Regions from separate parts of the Danio rerio genome. Here region 1 is linked to region 2. Evidence: chromatin contacts called from public Micro-C data. All regions are on one chromosome and are shown on one strand. Each heading gives the region's core, a stretch centred on a gene start, on an enhancer-like site or on the middle of the called end of the contact. The rest is flanking DNA. Distances are from core to core; before and after follow the strand shown. Region 1 holds the start of msh6 (mutS homolog 6 (E. coli)). Region 2 holds the start of golga4 (golgin A4).

What was found. A called contact is a pair of places that touch in the nucleus more often than the background predicts.
Region 1: a Micro-C map of caudal fin shows a contact between it and region 2, with 6 times the contacts expected there. The contact joins the promoter of msh6 here to the promoter of golga4 in region 2. A contact is called at or near these places in 2 of 18 Hi-C or Micro-C datasets (caudal fin and an unstated tissue).

The regions. Positions count from the first base shown.
Region 1 is chr13:52,066,282-52,071,357 of GRCz12tu, forward strand. It overlaps msh6 (mutS homolog 6 (E. coli)), which reads left to right and starts at 1,426. Exons shown (of 10, transcript NM_182860.1): 1 at 1,426-1,825; 2 at 4,770-4,975. The coding sequence starts at 1,590. It overlaps kcnk12 (potassium channel, subfamily K, member 12), which reads right to left and starts at 1,529. Exons shown (of 2, transcript XM_073920348.1): 1 at 1,372-1,529.
Region 2 is chr13:51,867,707-51,872,248 of GRCz12tu, forward strand. golga4 (golgin A4) reads right to left here and starts at 1,959. Exons shown (of 25, transcript XM_073920316.1): 1 at 1,718-1,959.

The DNA.
Region 1 (5,076 bases), core at 176-2,675, 200 kb after region 2:
TGTTTTTTGTGTTATGAAGTTTATTTAAGCTCTAACGCAATAATATTGTTGTTGTTGTTTTTTTTAATCAAATTACCTCTCAATGTTGTGGTTTTTTGATCCGTTTCACCATCAAGGACCATCTTTTACAAGTGTTTAGATGTGGGTAAATGTATTGTACAGTGTGGACACCAAGTGAAGCTGCTGGACAGTCTACAGCACACAGAGCTCTCCATTCTGCTCCATCAACAGAGGATTTTCTGCTTGCACAGTTTAGAACTGTCTGCACTTTGTTCTGTTTCTTCATTGTTTCTGATTCTTAATTTATTTTAACAAAAGTGTCTAGAACAGGGGTGTCAAACTCAATTCTTGGAGGGCCAAAGCCCTGCACAGTTTAGTTCCAACCCTGCTCCAACACACTTACCTGTAGCTTTCAAACAAGCCTGAAGGACTCAATTAGTTTGATCAGGTGTGTTTAATTAGGGTTGGAACTAAACTGTGCCAAGCTGCGGCCCTTTTGGAACCGAGTTTGACACCTGTGCTCTAGAACTAAAATGTAATGGAAATAAAGCATTTTCACTATTTTTTGAAAACTGTATGTTATTTATTTACACAGCCATAACCTAAAAACTATTAGTAGTACTAGTAGCAATAGTAATACCAGAATGGAAAAAATAACATATAATCAAAATAACTCATAGTTGGGAAGGTGCTACAATAATCTATTGGGTTATATGTTGGGGTATTTAACCCAACTATTTTAACAGAGTAACCATGTCTTTTATATGAAAAGCACCATTTTAAAACTTCATAATCAATTTAAAAAGAAAATATTTTTAATGTGGTCCAAGACTGTCACCCACGGTCAAAATCATAGGACAGATCAAAACACTACACATTTGAAGTGATGTTAAATAAGGCAACACTGCACCCTGCTGACATGACAGAAACACTACATATATTATAATACAAAATATCTGCAGTCTATCAGTTCGCTTTTTTTAATTAACGCGCTGCTTCCCTCGCATTACAAACAAACACACACAAATAATACTCACAGACGGACACCTCAGAGTCTTAAAGTCAAACTTGTCAAAACTGAGAAGATTTCACGACCACCGTTCGAAGTGTTTACAAAAATAAATAAATAAATCACTTATTTTAACTCTTCGCCGTCTCTCCTCAGAGAGAACAACGACAGAGGTCTGCGATTGGTCCATTCTGACAGCGCGGAGAAAAGTGGCAGAACTTTTCTCAACGCTGGACTAACGATGATGCGGACTAAATCTTTGTTCTGTTGTGATTACATACCAAAATAAATAAATAAATAAATCACACACGTTCTAAAATTATAGAATAGACCACAAACACAAAGTAAAACATAACACTCACATCATCCACGTGAGTGTACCGTAAAATGATACACAGAGCTTCCTATTGGTCCACATGCAAATGACGTCGAACGATCCTCCTCTTCCCTTTCCGTGCGCCGTCAGCAGCACTTTCCCGCGAACTCTCAGCTCCGCTACAACTGTAGGGCAGTTCTGAGTCTGCTGGGACAGAAGAAATGAATTAATTTGGAATAACTAAACAACACGTTTCAAGACGACATGGCAAAGCAAAGTTCCCTCTTTAACTTCTTCTCAAAGTCGCCTCCTCTCGCGGTGAAGGCCAAATCCAGCCCATCACCAGCAGAAGGAGATGCGCCGGGCAGATCCAACACTTCACCCAAGGAAGAAGCTAAAGTCAACAGCAAGAAAACACCTGCAAAACCGCCCTCAAAAACCCAAGCTATAGCCGGACACGCAAAGCTATTCGGGGAGAAAGCGGCCACTACAAAGGAAAGGTACAGGAATTTGAATTTGGATTGGTTACCATGGTAACACAAAGTCTATATAAGATACACCAGTAGTAAAAGATGCTTCACAAAACATAAACATGCTTATTTAGACATATTATGTGCTACTTTTGTGGTATTTCGTTAAGAATTGCAATATTTATTTGCGCTAATAGAACAGTACTGGTGCTTTTAACCATGTTTTGGACACTACGACGACGTTTAACTTTAATAATTTGACTTTTGTGCTTTTATAAGTACTTGTGTGCTGTTTCATTATGAAAACTCACCGGAGACTCGCGTTATATTTCACTCCACGTGCTACTTTCGCCTGTTTGAGCGTGTTTGGCGGGAGATTCCATGGAAGGGGGAGGATCTTTATAAAAGTCTAGATGGGATACAGCTGCGGACACGCACATCACTATAGCATCATTTTTGTGACAATGTATACCCAAAAATAATATTTTTTTTACAGTACTGTGACGGTTGGGTTTAGGGTAGGCGTAGATGTTTGAAAATACGAATTATTGAGTAATTTAATAAATAGCATAAATAATACTCGGTACAACTACTGTTTTACATTACTGTGACGTTTAGTTTTAGGGTTAAGGTGGGGGTAGACGTTAATAAAATTAATGGGAAATTTAATAAATAATATAAATCTCGTCAACTTCTGTCCGCAACTGCATCGGATCTAGCAACAACCGGCTTCGACCGAGCGTCCGTTACAGACACTATTCAAAACGATCAACCGTTACTACAGTAAATGTATTGTAACTCTAAAAAATATTAATTAATTGTACAATATTGGGTAAATATGAGTGGAAAACGAGTGTAAGTACACTTCTTGTTCGGATGTAAGAACTGATAGTGTGTAATAATCGATTCAATTATTCGGTTGTTAATTTTTGTGACCGTTTTAATACCGAGTGTATTTGATTCTCCAAAAACTAGTAACGTTAACTAGTAATTGGTCAACTTATCAGGGTGTAACTTAACAATTTTTTAAAAAAATTAAGGCTAAATATTAAACGATTTGTTCTGTATTCTTTAACATTTTGTATATATATTTTTTTAGGGCTGGGCTGATAAACAATATTATATCGAATCGCGATAAAATTTATGTCAATAACACTGAAAACTCTGGACTTTTTACTCTATATTGATCAAGGAGCCAATCACAGCAGAAATGGGCAACCATGAGAATCTAGAAGGGTGTTGATATTAGAGATGTACTGAATTTTCGACCACCGAAAATGTTATGCCAGTGGTGACGCATGGAAAATACAAATTTTTTTTTATCCCTTTATACTTTATTGTATCCGTCCAAGAAAGCCAAACATTTGCGATCTATTAACCAGTGGAAAATCTTCTCTCGCTCTGCAAATTTCCTACTGCTCGTTGTGAACTTTAAATGTGAAAATGTATTGCTAACAAGTAGGTTTGGTCAGTATTATGGTATACCGCGGGATCTAAAAATAGCATCGGTGTCCGTCTCAATACTGTTATACCATCATAAAAAACAATGCACTTAAATAGGAGACAAGTATTAAATAGTAAATGCAATTTTTTTAATGCCTACAAATGGGTATGTGTGATTGTCATCTCGGGACAGTGTGGAGGAGAGAGATGTGAGGTAAGATGGCGAGTCGGGCACCAAGTGACCTGAGGTTTGGCAATAGTTCTGCTGCTGTACTGCGGGATTCGACCCAATTTCTTGCGGTGCAGGAATAAATTTCCGAATAAAACGCGGGAGCGGTCGGTAACTGGTTTAGTTTGGAAGGGAGCGCGGATGCCATCCATTCGCATGGATGCTGTGTGTGTGTGTGTGTGTGTGTGTGTGTGTGTGTGTGTGTGTGTGTGTGTGTGTGTGTGTGTGTGTGTGTGTGTGTGTGTGTGTGTGTGTGTGTGTGTGTGTGTGTGTGAGAGAGAGAATTAGACAGCGTGTGGTGCTGTGTGTCGCTCTGTATGTCTGTCTGTGTGTGTATGTGTGAATAAGAGAGAGAGAGAGAGAGCATGGTGCTCTCTCTCTCTCTCTGTGTGTGTGTGTGTGAATGAGAGAGTGTCCCGCGCAGATCTCTGATATGAACAAGGCAAACAGGTGACCGCGAACCTAAGGTCGCATATACTGGATTCAGTTTCTGAATGGTTTAGGCCAGAGGTCACCAACCCTGTTTCTGGAGAGCTACCTTCCTGCACATTTCAGTGGCAACCCTGACCAAACACACCTGTTTGTAATTATCAAGTGCTGCTTTAGGTACTATTAATTGATTCAGGTGTGTTTGATCAGGGTTGGGACTGAATTCTGCAGGAAGGTAGCTCTCCAGAAACAGGGTTGGTGACCTCTGGTTTAGGCACAAGCCAACAGTTGGGTGATGCTGTCTGAGCCTTACGTCATAATATTTTTTATTATCCACCGTAATACCGGATACCGAGGTAAAATAGGTAGGAGGTTTGACGGTATCGAAATTTGGATACCTCCCAACAAGTAGGTTAAACTGAAGTATTGTGGCAAATTATACACAGTTTCTGTATGAGGATGTCATTGGAAACAAGAAACTGTAACAAGAGGCAATTCAATCATATATTAACATTAAAACAGCTGCCATAACACTATTTATTAATATGTTGACCTTTTAGGTTTTTTGGAAGCTATGTGGATTAAAAATTTTAAATAGGAAATGTGTTAATACAATATATTATCATTTACATCCCTCAAAATGGTCTATACCAATTTCCAATTAGAGTATTTTAGGACTTCGCTGTAATTTTTTAAACATCTATCTACAAATATACATTGTGAGTCTTTTAATGTAATCAAATAATCTTAAATGTGCCTGACAAAAATGTTGTACACTGAAGGACATATACTAATCTACTGTTGCAAATACTATATGATAATGTATAAAATGTATGATAATTTTCTCACAGAAATGATTGTTTTTTTTTTTAGGAAACAGTCACCTGTATTTAGTGCTGGCTCACTGGTATGGGCCAAGATGGAGGGGCATCCCTGGTGGCCCTGTATGGTTGTTCCTCAGCCTCTCAGCGGACAACAGATGAGGGGTCGAGGCCGAGACCAAAGGCTTCATGTTCACTTTTTTGATGAACCACCAACCCGAGGATGGGTGAACACAAAATACATAAGAGAGTACCAAGGTGAGCGAATAATGTTACAGTTACATTGTTTTAAGGCACAGTTCACCCATAAATGAAATGAACATCTTTACCTTTTTCTCACACTCAAGTGGTTTCTTTCT
Region 2 (4,542 bases), core at 709-3,208:
GCTTGTTTAATTTTAATTCTAGATTTATTTATTCATTTATTCACATTCTTGTCAGCTTGGTCCCTTTATTAATCTGGGCTCGCCACAGTGGAATGAACCACCAACTCACGTTTTTATGCAGCGGATGCCCTTCCAGCCGCAACTCATCTCTGGGAAACATCCACACACACTCATACACTACGGCCAATTTAGCCTACCCAATTCACCTGTACCGCATGTCTTGGGACTGTGGGGGAAACCAGAGCACCCGGAGGAAACCCACGTGGACGCAGGGAGAACATGCAAACTTCCCTCAGAAACGCCAACTGAGCCGAGGTTCGAACCAGTGACCCAGTGACCCAGCGACAGCGATTTATTTATTTATTTAATTCTTTAATTAGCAAAATTACTATTGATACAGTACTTCAACATTTGAACTGTGACCATCGGTTTCCACATGCTGAATTAACGAAATTCAATGAAATTAATAAACTTCAGACCTGTACATGAAATTATTTCAAATTCTGTTACTGAACTATCTAATCTGATGTTTTTTTTTCTTCTTCTTCTTATTGTATATGCTTAAATTAAAGGTATAACATAATCAAACTCCAGAGTCCAGACCATTGCATCGAATGACAGTTTCAGATAATTTTCAACAAAAGTTGTTAGAAATAATAAAGCAGGCACTTTAATTGCATTTAATGATGTTTAATAATAATTAAATCAAATCATTTTTGTACATTTAAACTGTTGTGGTTTAAATAAAAAAGTTTTTTTAAAAAACTGATTTTACTTTGACAACATTTATTTATTTATTTGTTCATTTATCCATTTTACACTATGCTGAGGAGCTGCTTTTTATTTATTTTCATCCAAAAAAATAAGTATTAGATTTTGCAGGATATATATTTTGAAGTTTTACTGCATTTTGATTAATTAGAGCAGAATCTGTTAAAGTTCAACCTGTTTAGGGAAGCATGTTAATGAGCTCTTGGGTCTGGTTAACAGGTCAGGCTGGTTTGTAGGTCATTAAGTGGTGACAATGGCAGGCAGCAGATTAAAAATGACTGATCTGATCAAAAAGCCTTTAAATTTCAGAACAGTGCCTTTATTTGTACAACGGTACAGACACAAAAAAACTTCAACACTGTGGTATAAATCAATTTACAAGAAAGTAATGCTAAAATGCTACAATTACATGTTTATGGACATATACCATGGCAGTATCATGGTAACTTTTGGGAGTTACTTAAATGCCCCATATATATAGATATATAGATATAGCGTGTTACCGTATATTTAAAAGTACCATTGTATGATATGAGAATCATTACTGTACCATAGCACTAGTAACGTTACAGTAAGTCAAATATTAATAAGATGACTAACAGCAACACTATAATACATGACAAATGTCACGAAATATCAGATTTATTGGAAATATCCTGGAGTAACATGTAAATATCAGAATGCAATCATGTGGCAATCATTCATTACCACAGTATAAATAAATAAATCAAAGTACCACATAATAATCATCTGACACCACCATATTTTGGTGCTACTTTGTAAGCGTATACACAAACATCTAGTTTAACATTGATCCTAAAAGCTAACACTATACTTTATATCTATATTATACTAATACGAGTGTTAAACTGTCAGTGAACAATATACTTGATGTTGTTTGTTTTGTTTTGTTAGCATACATGCTACATGGGTAAAGTGCACTGACCTGCGGCTGCGCGCTGCTCCGCTGAGGCGACTGCTCGTCTATAACCTTCTGCTTCAGCTTTTTAAACATCACTCCATGCGATAATTGTCACTTTAGGAAAGATTTGACTGTCCGTTCAGCAGGGGATGAAACTTGATGTATCTGTGGATGAAAGCAGTGCGCAGAAGCAGCTGACGTGGAGGAAAAAGTGAGCAGCTACGGGTCCTCGAGAGGATCAGAAAGGACGAGGAACAGTTAACGTTACTGTACAACATGAACAGTGACATTATAATAACACGAACTACGTATATCCAAGAGTAACGTGGTATTCTCCAAAATATAATAGTAGCATAGTACTTTCTTTCTTTCTTTTTCAACACTCTATTTATTTATTTATTTATTTATTTATTTATTTATTTATTTATTTATTTATTTATTTATTTATTTATTTATTTATTTATTTACTTGCTTGGTTGGTTGGTTGGTAAGTTATTTAAGATATTATATTATTTTTAATTTTAGCTAAACGATTATGCAATATAGATATTATATCATGGTATCATGCATTCTTATATTCTAAAAATACAATTAAAATGCATCGTTTTAATTAATATATATTAATGTTATTTTAATATTTTAAATGTACTTTCGTATTTATAACATGCACATTTACATTTCTAAACTAGACTTGTGTTAAACACTTGATTAATAAAACTATCATCATAACAACAACATAACTAAACATTCAGATTATTTGTTTTTTATTGAAAACATTACAATGATTCAATTTAAATGTATTTGATTGTAAATAAATATATTATAATGTGTTTTTTTTATTTACCATTAACCAACATGTCATTTTTTTGCAAACATATGTTCAATCACATATTTATCTCTAAAATCATCCTGTGTATATTTCAAATAAACACAATTTATTATGAGCACAAAATCCTGTAATGACAGATTATTAGTGTTTCTGCAATCTAAACACACATGAAATATACTAATAAGTCCTTTATTTGAGCTAATATAGTGATTTAGAGCTTGAAATAATCTCTTGTAGTAATTCAAACATGGAAGAACTAGTAATAAAAGGCTGTACTTTCTTCGTCAGCTGAGGAAGTTCAATCTCCCAAAGGAGCTGCTGAAACAGTTCTACACCTCCATCATTGAATCAGTCATCTGCACTACATCTGGCCTTCGAAGGCTATGTCGAATAGTTCGGACTGCTGAGCAAATCATTGCTACAACCCTCCCTACTATCCAAGAACTGTAATTTATCCAGAGCGAGTAGAAGGGCTGCCAAAATCACTCTGGACTCCTCACACCCAGCACACTGCCTCTTTGAGCTTTTACCTTCTGGTCGACACTACAGAGCACTGCGCACCAGAACAGCCCGACACAGAAACAGTTTCTTCCCTCAGGCAATCCATCTCATGAACACTTGATGATAATAATTGTGGAACAAACATCACTACTTGCATACTTGTTATACACGTATACACTTATTTAACAGCACACTTTGCATGCAAATTTGCACATTACAGCTGCACATATGACGTTGTATATACCTGTACATACACTTGTCAATTTGTAAATTTGCATTCACTAGCATTTATTAACAAAGTGATGTAAATACTATAACACAGTGGTTCTCAAACTTTTTTCCACTAAGTACCACCTCAGAAAAAAATGTCTCTCCAAGTACTACCATAATATATTGAAATCCCGTAGCGTAGTATGCCTAATTAAGCAGCCAAAGCTAAACAGTTAAAAAATGAGGCAGATTAATTTCTATTATTATAAATATTTATTATTGTCAGCCATTTTAAACATAATAACTTGAACGTTAACACTGCCCTATGCTTACAGGTGGTAAAAAAAAATGTTTAAATTAAAATATGCTTCTAAAAGTTAATTAAAATGGCACTGTTCTTCAATATGAAAATAAAACTGCTGTATTTAAATGGAAAGAATTAACATATAGTGGCCTAGTCATAAAAAAAAACTTGGAAATGTTCCTTGGACCTCATAAATATAGGCTATTTGTGATCATATTCATATATAAAATGTTTTTTTTTTTTTATTTAAATAGATATTGCATGTGATTTACTTGTATGTCTTTGAAATCTAAACATTAACCTTAAATGTATGATTTGGATTTACATATTTAATTTAGAAATTAGATCTGCTTACTGCGTGTTATAGGCTTTGTGTGTCACAAAAGCAAGTCATCAAACCATACCTGTCAATTTTTGGATATAAAAATACGGGATACGCCCTCAACAACCAGTACAAATATGGGGAGAGGATTAGCTTCAAATGATAGATTACATAATAAACTAATAAAATAAAAGGTTTAGCCTATTAGAATCAATTTCCTGATCACATTGTTGTTATCCTATGCGTCAAGGGTTAAAAGTGTGTTAATTTACATAAATTATTCAGTGATTCATCCGCATACCACTAGAAGGAAGCCTGCGTGCCACTTGTGGTACACGTACCACAGTTTGAGAACCACTGCTATAACATTTACAATATAATACACTTTACTAGTGTATGAAGGAGTCCCGCTGCCCTGTGAAAACATTTCGTGGGTGTCGAGTGAGGAGGAGGAGGGTGGCTAGCGGGGTGGTGGGGGCTGTTATCGGTTGTGGTTCTGGTTGGCCCCTATAATAGTATCTATGGGGGCCCCAAAACGAAGTGGTCCCTTACAATCGTTCTAACTCCCCCATCCTCCTCTCACCCCTTGCGGCACCCCTGCCTGTATTGTTTAAAAACTCTAGTAGCCTAGCCCAGGGGCGTTGCTAGGGTCAAAAGGGATAAGGGGCTTAGCCCCAAAGACC